Regions from separate parts of the Macaca mulatta genome. Here region 1 is linked to region 2. The links are chromatin contacts, called in public Hi-C maps. All regions are on one chromosome and are shown on one strand. Each heading gives the region's core, a stretch centred on a gene start, on an enhancer-like site or on the middle of the called end of the contact. The rest is flanking DNA. Distances are from core to core; before and after follow the strand shown. Region 1 holds the start of PPHLN1 (periphilin 1). Region 2 holds the start of GXYLT1 (glucoside xylosyltransferase 1).

What was found. A called contact is a pair of places that touch in the nucleus more often than the background predicts.
Region 1: a contact with region 2 is called in a Hi-C map of fetal cortical plate, with 2.7 times the contacts expected there. The contact joins the promoter of PPHLN1 here to the promoter of GXYLT1 in region 2. A contact is called at or near these places in 5 of 14 Hi-C or Micro-C datasets (cortical neurons, fetal cortex germinal zone, fetal cortical plate and 2 more).

The regions. Positions count from the first base shown.
Region 1 is chr11:49,267,136-49,271,926 of T2T-MMU8v2.0, forward strand. It overlaps PPHLN1 (periphilin 1), which reads left to right and starts at 3,272. Exons shown (of 13, transcript XM_077953921.1): 1 at 3,272-3,340. ZCRB1 (zinc finger CCHC-type and RNA binding motif containing 1) reads right to left here and starts at 3,184. Exons shown (of 8, transcript NM_001195521.1): 1 at 3,036-3,184; 2 at 1,158-1,243. The coding sequence starts at 1,241.
Region 2 is chr11:49,078,698-49,083,536 of T2T-MMU8v2.0, forward strand. GXYLT1 (glucoside xylosyltransferase 1) reads right to left here and starts at 3,545. Exons shown (of 8, transcript NM_001193857.2): 1 at 3,092-3,545. The coding sequence starts at 3,312.

The sequences.
Region 1 (4,791 bases), core at 2,022-4,521, 190 kb after region 2:
CTACGAAGCAATCCCTGTTTGAGAAGACAGATCCTTAGACTGCTTTATTTAAAAAACAAAACAAAAAAAACCTCATAAAAAAAGCTTTTATAATGAAAAATCCATTTCTATCAGTCTTCTTCCTCTGCCCACCATTAATATGTTGGTGGAACTTTATAGTTGGCTCTCTCTTCTGTTACTTTTATTTTATCCTATGCAATCTCATTTATTTCTATGGTTCCAGCTCATTACCCATATACTAAGAGTTCCTATTATATAAAAAGTCTTTTAGAACGTGTTAGTATATGCAACCAATAATAATGAATTTTTTCGTTTTATGATTAAGCTATATAATGCTGGAATGTAATATAACTGGATTGCAGTGTTATCAACACTGGGTTCTGAAGGCCAGTACAGTTTTCTACATAATACTTACTAATGGCCTCTCGTTTCACTCAGAGTGAAAGCCAGAGTCCTTACCATGATGTAAATAGGTCCTATAAGGCACCTTGAGTGGGCTTACCTAAGATTACCCCTCTTTTCCTGAAATGCTTGTCCTCCAGAATTTGCACAGGTGCCTCTTACTCGTTTCAGGTCGTTATTCAAAAGTCACCTTCTCAATAATGGCATTCCTGACCTCCCTGTGTAAAATTTCACCTCCATTCCCAACTTAACATTCAATAGCCCACCTTTCCCGCTTTATTTTTTCTCCTTAGCACCTAACATCTTAGCATCTCCTTAGTATCTAACATATAATTTGACTTAAATGTTCAATAAATACAGCTTCTATTTTTTCTTTTTTTTTTTTTTGAGACAGGGTCTCATTCTGTTACCCAGGCTGGAGTGCAGTGGTGTGATCTTGGCTCACTGTTGCCTCCACCTCCTAGGCTCAAGCAATCTTCCAACCTTAGGTGCCCAGGTAGCTTGTAGAGACATGGTGGCGCACACCTGTATTTCCCAGCTACTCGGGAGGCTGAGGTGGGAGTACCACCTGAGGGGGCAGGAGGCTGCAGTGAGCCATGATAGTGCCACTGCACTCCAGCCTGGGTGACAGAATTAGACTGTCTTTAAAAAAAAAAAAAAAAGAAGAAAAAGAAAAAAAGAATTTTGCCAAGGAGAACTATTTGCTTAAGGTTATCTGTATCTCAAATAGCAGTCACTTGATAAGATTTACTTACCCGGTACAAGTCATTGTTTGTCAGGGAAAAGGGCAAGTTGGATACATACACTGTGCTCTTACTTGGAGCCAATCCACCACTCATTTCTAAAAGTGAAAATAAACCTATCAGCAATCAATCTAAACCAGGATTCTTTTTTTTTTTTTTTTTTTTGAGACGGAGTTTCGCTCTTGTTGCCCAGGCTGGGGTGCAATGGCACAATCTTGGCTCACTGCAACCTCCGCTTCCCAGTTTCAAGCAATTCTCCTGCCTCAGCCTCCCGAGTAGCTGGGATTACAGGTATCCACCACCATGCCCGGCTAATTTTGTATTTTTAGTAGAGACAGGGTTTCACCATGTTGGTCAGGCTGGTCTTGAACTCCTGACCTCAAGTGATCCACCTGTCTCAGCGTCCCAAAGTGGCCTAAACCAGGTATTCTTAATTCCAAATAAAACAATCAGACCAGTCCTAGGTATTATTTTGAAAAAACAACAACAAAAAACAAAAAACAAAAATCAATACAGTATTAACAATCACCGATTTAACTATGCCAGATTTGTACACCTTCCTTACAAGTTAGGAACTCCAGCAGGCTGAATTAAGGAATTCCTTTTTCCCAGTCACCACTCAAGAAAAATTCTTTTTTGGTTCTTCTTCTTTCAAGTATTCTTTACATCAACACTTTCAGTGCCAGACTGTATGGGTATGGAGATGGGTTTTAAATAGATGAAGGAAAAACCCTAAGGCTACTCCTAACTTCCACTCAGACTATGAGCAAAAAATGCTTTAATGCATATGTATTGTATATGGACAATACCTACACCTTGCTCACCCAGATCAGAAAGAGCATGGGGACTCAGAAAGAACCTTAGTCACTGATTTTTGCTAATACACAGTCATGCTACGCTTAACGAAGGAGGTATGTTCTGAGTGTGTTACGTGATTTCATAGCGCAAACATCATAGGGTGTACTGAGACAAACTTAGATGGTCTAGCCTATTGCTCTTAGGCTGCAACCTGTATAGCATGTTAATGTAGTGAATAATGTAGACAATTGAAACACAATGGTAAATATTTACGTAGCTAAAGACAGAAAAGGTGCACTAAAAACATGGTACAATGTATTATACTCTTAGGAGACCACTGTGGTATATGTGGTTTGTTGTTAACCAAAAAGTTGTTATGCTGTGCATGCCTGTACTATGGCTGGGTACCTTTTTTGTTTGTCTTAATTTTTTTTTCTCTGGAGTGGTGTGTAAAGAGGAAAATTTTCTTTTCCCCATTTAGTATGATATTAAGGAGGAAATTTAAGCTTTACGCATTGACAATATAAACTTCTTTCGAAATGTTAACTTTGCTTATTGCCAAATTATGAAATGATACATTATATAAATAGGCTTGGTGCCTGGAAGAGACGGACTTGTATGTATGTGTGTATATGTATATAAAATTTACAAATGTAATCAGTAATTAATTTTCACACCTTATCTTACAAAGTCAGCAAATTACTGTGAGAATATCAGACTCAACCAAATTCAAATTTCTGATTTAAAAAGAGCGTGTGGTGTGTATTTGAGATGGGGGACGAACCATCACAAATGGAAAAGTACTGACTCTAAGGCATGCCAATTCGTGAAGGAATGAGAAAACTGCCTCATGTTTGGTGTTTTGGGGGAATTATTTAGAAAACTTCAGGAACTCAACATAGATAGGTCGCTTTTTAAAAGTTTCTCATTTGAAACTATGCCTTAGACGTTCTGCTGAGAGCCGCGAAGGCAGGTAGACGTTAAGGTCCTGGAATAAAAAGGGTGGCAGGAGAGAGGGGCAGAGCATTTTGGCAGCCGAGTCTGGGGAGGGGGTCCCGCAGAAAAGAAGGCCGCAGCTGAGGAGGCGTTTACCTTCACGTGGGGTGGGCCTGGGAGACCAGAAGAGTGCGAGCCCTCAGCTCAGCTGGGGCTCAACCCCGACTCTTCGTAGCCGCTCGCAGCGGCCTTGGCATCACGAGTCCTGGGAGGGGTCAGGCGCGGGGACCAGATGGTAGCAGCCACGGTGCCTCTTCCCGGTTGTTTCAGATCCGGGCCCCGAAGGCGGGCCCAGAGGCGAGCGCTTCGCTGACGTCAATGCGCGCGCCGGAAGTGCCTACTGGGATAACGGCGGCGAGCGGACGACTACGTTTACGGGGTGTCTCGGAGGGCCAGAGTCGGTGAGCGACTTTTACCTTTCCCAGAGATGGATGCAGAGCGAGTGCGGGCTGCTAAACGCTGGGGGTTTAGCGGGGGCAGGCGGGAGTTTTCTGTGTCGGGTCCTGGATTCCCCTGCCTTTGAATTGTGCAGCAATTCTGCCCATGCGGTTGAGGGTGGAGAGACGCAGTGGAGTTTGGAATAAAGGGAAGTATTGAGTCTTAAGATACGGGTTCGCCTCTCTGTAGCGCCTTAATATGCAAAAAGAAGACTGAGCTAGGTAACTTCAGTAACCCGAGAGCAGTCAGGAAGTTCGTAATTGTACTGAAGGTGTTCGCCGTACCCAGCTATTAGGCACTTTGGGAACTACAAAATAAACGGACCTTTTTTTTTGGTTTGTTTTGTTTTCTGGTGGAGATCTCAGTCTAGTTGGGGAGACAAGGACAACTTGGGGAGAGTTAGATTCACAGAATGACTCATCTTTAGCGTGGGTATGGACAAATGTTGAACTTCTTGGCACCTTTTCTCTTCCTGTAAATCTATAATGGCTACGCACTGCTTTTTCTGTAAGAGGCCATAACGTGCCCATCATTCCTACAGAAAAATCAGAACATAATGCAAGGTAGTTTATACTTCTGCCCACCAGCACATACAGACCAGGCCTCTAACCACTCCCTGGGAGCCTGCGTTCTAGCAGCCTGGAACCCAGAGCCTCGCCTGGAGCCTGCACAATCTATCCAGAGTGAAGCCGATGTCTTCTAGAGGGACGGAAGTGCAATCCATCCAGGGCGCAGCTGAATTTTGAGAGGCCTGAATACCTCCGTGGCCGCCAGGGGACCGCTGGGACTAAGTCTCTTGGCAAACTTGTGGCCGGCCAAACCTACTATGCATTACATCCCTGTTATCCTTGGTTACCGCACAAGATGTAAGCCTCTTTGGTCTTCTGTGCTATAGTCTCATTTCCATGCTGCTTTGTGCTTCCTTTCGACTTAGGCTATCACTACTTCTTCGTTTCTTCCCCATTTAACCCCTCAACACCCCCATCTGTGCTTTCTGAAACATCTATTTCCTGCTTAAACTATTTTACGTATTCAACTTCTTTAGTGAAATTCTCTTTCATCTCCTAACCTTTACTATTGATAACACGTAGCTTTTCCTGCCAGCCATTTCAGTTGAGCCCTTTCTCTGACCCTGCATTTAAAATTTGGGCATGGCTGTAGCCATGTTGAACTGATTTCAATTCCTTAAAATACTGTCTTCCCTCAGTATCTTCACAAAGGCTCTTTTGTCTCTCTGGGACATTTGAGCTCCCTGTTCCCTCTTGCCTTTTTCTGGATAACTTCTACTAAAGATCTGAGTTTAGCTGTCACTTTACTTGAGGGGTATTCCCTAACTTCCATAGAGTTAGGTATTTTTGCTGTGTACTCTTAGCTGCCCTGCACTTCCCTTACGGCATTTATCACACGTATCCTA
Region 2 (4,839 bases), core at 2,295-4,794:
CAAGAATAGAAAAACCCCATGAAGAAAGTTATGTCGTTAGTGGAAAAGAGTACCCATTCCTTAAGGTCCTTTGAGCTGCCCTGCTATCTGCAGTTTTTCCTTCAATTCAAAAACTGTATAAGCCTATAAATATGTTTTGCTTGAGATCGTTTTATTGAATTTTACCAAAGACAACTAAGAATTCCATTATAAATTAAGTAAGGTAATCTAATGTACAGCCTGGTGACTAAACAACCTGTATTGTATATCTAAAATGTGCTATGACAGTAGATCTTAAGTGCTTTCACCACAAAAAAAAAAAAAAACCCTACGTGAGGTGATGAATGATGTTTAACTAGCTTGACTGTGATCATTTCTCAATGTACGTGTATGTCAAACTATCAAGTTGTATGCCTTAACCATATACAATTTCTATTTATCAATTATACCCTAATAAAGCTTTAAAAAAATAAGTATTATCTACATTTTACAAGTGAGGAAATTAAAACACAGGCAACTGACACAATTTAGGCAAAGTCTCACAGCAACCAGAGCCAGAATACTGAGAACACGGGTTTATCTGACTCCAAGACCTATGTATTTTCTGATTATTAAAATCATGGCTTCAAATAGAATACACTAATGGATAAGAGATTCCACTGAAAAACTGTTCCTTTCATTTTAAAGTTCTTATTTCAAGGACTTGGAAACACTTTTCCAAGTATTTTGTTGCCATGAAATTCTATACTATGAATAGTTTTTATAAGATCTAAACAACGGAACTTAACTGGGTACAAACCTAGATTCCATGTTTAAAATAAGAGAAATAATAGTTATAATCTTTCAAGTAAGATGTTATCAAAAAAGACAAAAATGCAATAATACCTAAGTACTACTGAAAACAGGAAGCTGCTGGCTTGCCCCATAGCCCCACTGCGCACTGAGTCCACTATCTAAATTAGACCCTTATCTCTCTTTACAGAAAGAGCTCTTGTATAACAATCAAAGGATACACGGTTTCTAATCCTCCTCCAATAATGATTCGCTTTCGATCTTGGCCAAATGATTTATACATGAAGAGCTTAGGGATTTCTATACCGTATCTCATGGTGGCCAAAAAAGTTTTGGTTTGGTTCTGTTTTTTTGGAGACCGGATCTTGCTCTGTCACCCAGGTTGGATTACACTAGTACAATCATAGCTCACTGTAGCCTTGAACTCCTGGGCTCCAGTGATCCTCCCACCTCGGCCTCCCAAAGTGCTGTGATTACAGGTGTGAAACACCACATTCAGTTAATTTTTTAAAATTTTTTTATTTTTTGTAGAGATGGGTTGTTGACCAGGCTGGTGTCAAACTCCTGGTCTCCAGCAATCAATCATCCCCACTCGGCCTCCCCAAATTCTGGGGTTACAGGTGTGAGCTACCTACCAAGCGTTGCCAAAAGTTGATTTAACTCTACGAGATTTCTATAAAGATGTCATAAATGACGATACGTAAAATAGAGTCCTGAGGTCTTAGTAATTTGCATGACCTTAATCAAACCATAGGGTAAAACTTGACAATCCAACTTTTCCACCTTGTTCCTCTGCCCAAATGGTTTCTTATGCACACAAATGTGGTGACATGTTGTTCTTCATCACATTTTTACAAAGACAGATAGATACACCTTTAGTTCTAACTTAGATGTACACCTCGTTTAAAATAGAGTCATGCTACTCAAAAGACCTAAAAAAGTACAGCATTTCAGCTGACTCAATCCTGACACATAAAACTTAACATTTAAGTAATGATTCTATTGGATGTTTATTGAAACTGAGGCTCTTATTTTCAAAAATTTCAAATAATTTTATTAAAGTTAACTTTAGGTCAAGTAAACAAAATTTGTAAATTTTTGTCACAAAATAAAATATCTAAGACCAAGGCACTAAAAATGCAATGCTAGCATCAGTCTAACTTCATTAAATATTTAATTAAAATGTTGCCTCCTTACAATTTTGCCCAATATAATCCATTTTCCATAATTGCAAATGCTTCACAATAACGTACTAGGCCATAAACAGTTTAGCTTCAACCTGTCATTTTTCACGAGCTCATTCAAGTTTTCAGTGAATGCTTTCTCCCAAGACAGACAACTGAGGGTCCTGATGTAGGAATTACCCTGACTGTAATCAAATTGCAGGGTAAAAACACGACAAGTCCGCTTTCCACGCTGCTACTCTGCCCAAACTTCCCCTTTTCATTCTGGGAATGACCATCGACTCTCAAAATGATGTTAAACAGCCCACAGCTGACCTACACTCCCTCTCCAGACAAATCCTATACTTTTCTGTATCAAAGCAGCATTTGCCAAGTCTTGGTAGGGAGCACTTCAGTCGTTGCCAGAGAGGTGCCCATACATAAGGTGGAAGTGTCCATGTTGCAAGGCAGTGTAAACGCTCAGATTTCAAGCATTCATAATGCGTTGACAGAAACATTTTTTTTTCTATTTAAATCTCGTGTCGATTCCTACTCTGGCAGTGATTTGTGCAAAGCCACCTAGGTCATTACGTCGCTTTTTAAATACCGATTTGTCAAGAAAGATAGTGTTTCCAAAAGAAAATTTCACAACCCGCACAAATGCCATTTCCAAATTTAACCGTGGCTAATGCTTAAAAGTGTAAGCGTTAACACAGCAAAATCAGCATGAGAGACAAAACACACACACATACACGCACAATCCTTCAACACTGAACTAGGGCGCCAGCCTCATGTTTAAATATCTCAACTTGAACTCCACTGAAACAAGAAGGAATTCTCACTAGCCAGGCAGCAGCAAGGCTTTTGTGAACACTTCTTATTTTCAAAGAATCCTTTTTTTAAAAAACTGAAAATTAATTTCTAACTGCTTTAAAGGGCGCATGACTGGGTCAAAAGACAAACACAAAAAGTGTGGGACACTCTCAGGCGGGAGCAGCGCTGGTTTAGTCCCGGCCGGAGGGGAAGGAGGGAAATCAGTGAGGGGTCAGAAACCGCAGGAAAGACGCGGGAGGCGCGGCGCCGACCCGCGAGCAGCCCGGGCCAGGCCGAGCCCGCGCCCTGCGCCCGCCGCGTCCCCCACCGGGAACTGCCCGTACCTGCCCGACCCGCCGGGATGCGCTGCGGGGCCCGCGCCGCCCGTGCCTCTCACGGCGCCGCGTCCGCCGCCCGCGAGCCAGGAAGCCACCGCGGCCTGCGGCTTCCCGCCACCGCCACCCGCTCCTTCTTCCAGGGAAACGGCGAGCTGACTGAAAGCGTAAAGAAGCGAGCAGAAGCCGCAGGCCAAACACAGCACGACGACGCGCAGGTAGCGCCGCATCGCCCCGGCCGCGATCCTCAGTCTCCGCCGCCGCCGCGCCCGCCCGGGCGAACTGGAGCTGAGGGAGCGGCACCGCGCAGCTGCGGGCGCAACAAGTTCCTCCCCCGCCGCCGCCGCCGCGGCCGCCGCCTTGCACCCGCTCCCTTCCTTCCCTCCCCGCCCACCACCTAGGCGAGCGCAGCCGCGGCGCCAGAGCCGGCTGACAACCCGCCCGGAAGCCCGGACGCCGCCTCTGCCGCCGTGCGCCCATGGGTCAGCCGCAGCGACGCAGCCCCGCCTCTCCCCCGGGCGGGAGGGCTGGACGCGCCGGCGCAGATCGCGTGGGAGGGACGCAGGGCTGGCGCGCCTGGGGCGGAGTGGGCGCGCGGAACGCGGCGCGCTTGCGGGGAAGAGTGAGCGCAGGCTGACGCGCAGGTGACTTGGAGCCCAGTGGGTCTCGACCGCCGAGAGAGGTGGAGCGAAAGCCTCGGCTCTGGAGGCAGTTGACCTAAATTCTAATTATGGTCCTTCCACATGGTGGTTTGTGACACTGGGTAACCTAAATTCTCTGAGCATGTTTCTTCGTCCCTAAAATGGAGCTACTATCCTCATCGTGGGGTGGTTGTAAAGATTAAACTGTTTAACGCACGAAAACCGCCTAGCACTTAGAAGGCACTTGACTAGGCCACTTTCCTCTCCATCCTCCCCCAGCCTGTAAGTTTCTGTGATACTAGAATGTGCACGAGCCATTTTCACTCAGATAAGCTCATTGCTTCGTGTGTTTGGTATGCGGACCTTGCCTGCCAGCAGACAGTTCCTGTACTGCAGGGCTCTTCCCTTTGACCTTTTTGACCTCCCTCACAACTCATTATTTGCATGTGCAAAACAATTAGTATTCTCCCCACAGAGCTTCTCCTTTCTTCCCCAGTTCTTCTCCCTCTTCTTCAGCTGTTTCCACTACGTTCATTCATTGACCATTTATAAAGCATCACTTGGGCCAAGCGCTGTGTGAGTACCTAGGGGTATAAAGAAGCCTAACTGGAGCGTGGGTGGGACAGCGGATACTTGTAAATAAGCGCAACACAATGATACAGACTTAAGATCCAGGCCTGTAAGGGACACACACAAAGGAACAATCAGTTCTGTCTGCGAGTGTGGTCAAGAGAGACTTCATAGCAAAGGTGCCGCTAGAGTCTTGAGTCGGTTAAGGGAAGTAATTCCAGGCTGAAGGATCAATAAACAGGCTCCTGTGTAGGGAACCGTGAGAAGTTTGATACCACCAGCTAAGTGAATGCAAGAGAGGATATGACGAGCGATAAGAGCGTAGAAGTGGCCAGATATTTGAATGCTTTGTTTAGCACACCTAGGAGTTTGAATTTAATCTGCAAGACACTAGTGAACCATTGAAGGGTTTTTAAATAGGGAAGTAACATGATCACATTTGCATTTTAGAGAGCAGACTCTGGCTGTAGTGTGGAGGCTGAAACAGCTAGAGGAGAGATTGGAAGCAGAAAGCAGCACCAGTGCCAAAAAGTGAGGGAAGGGAGG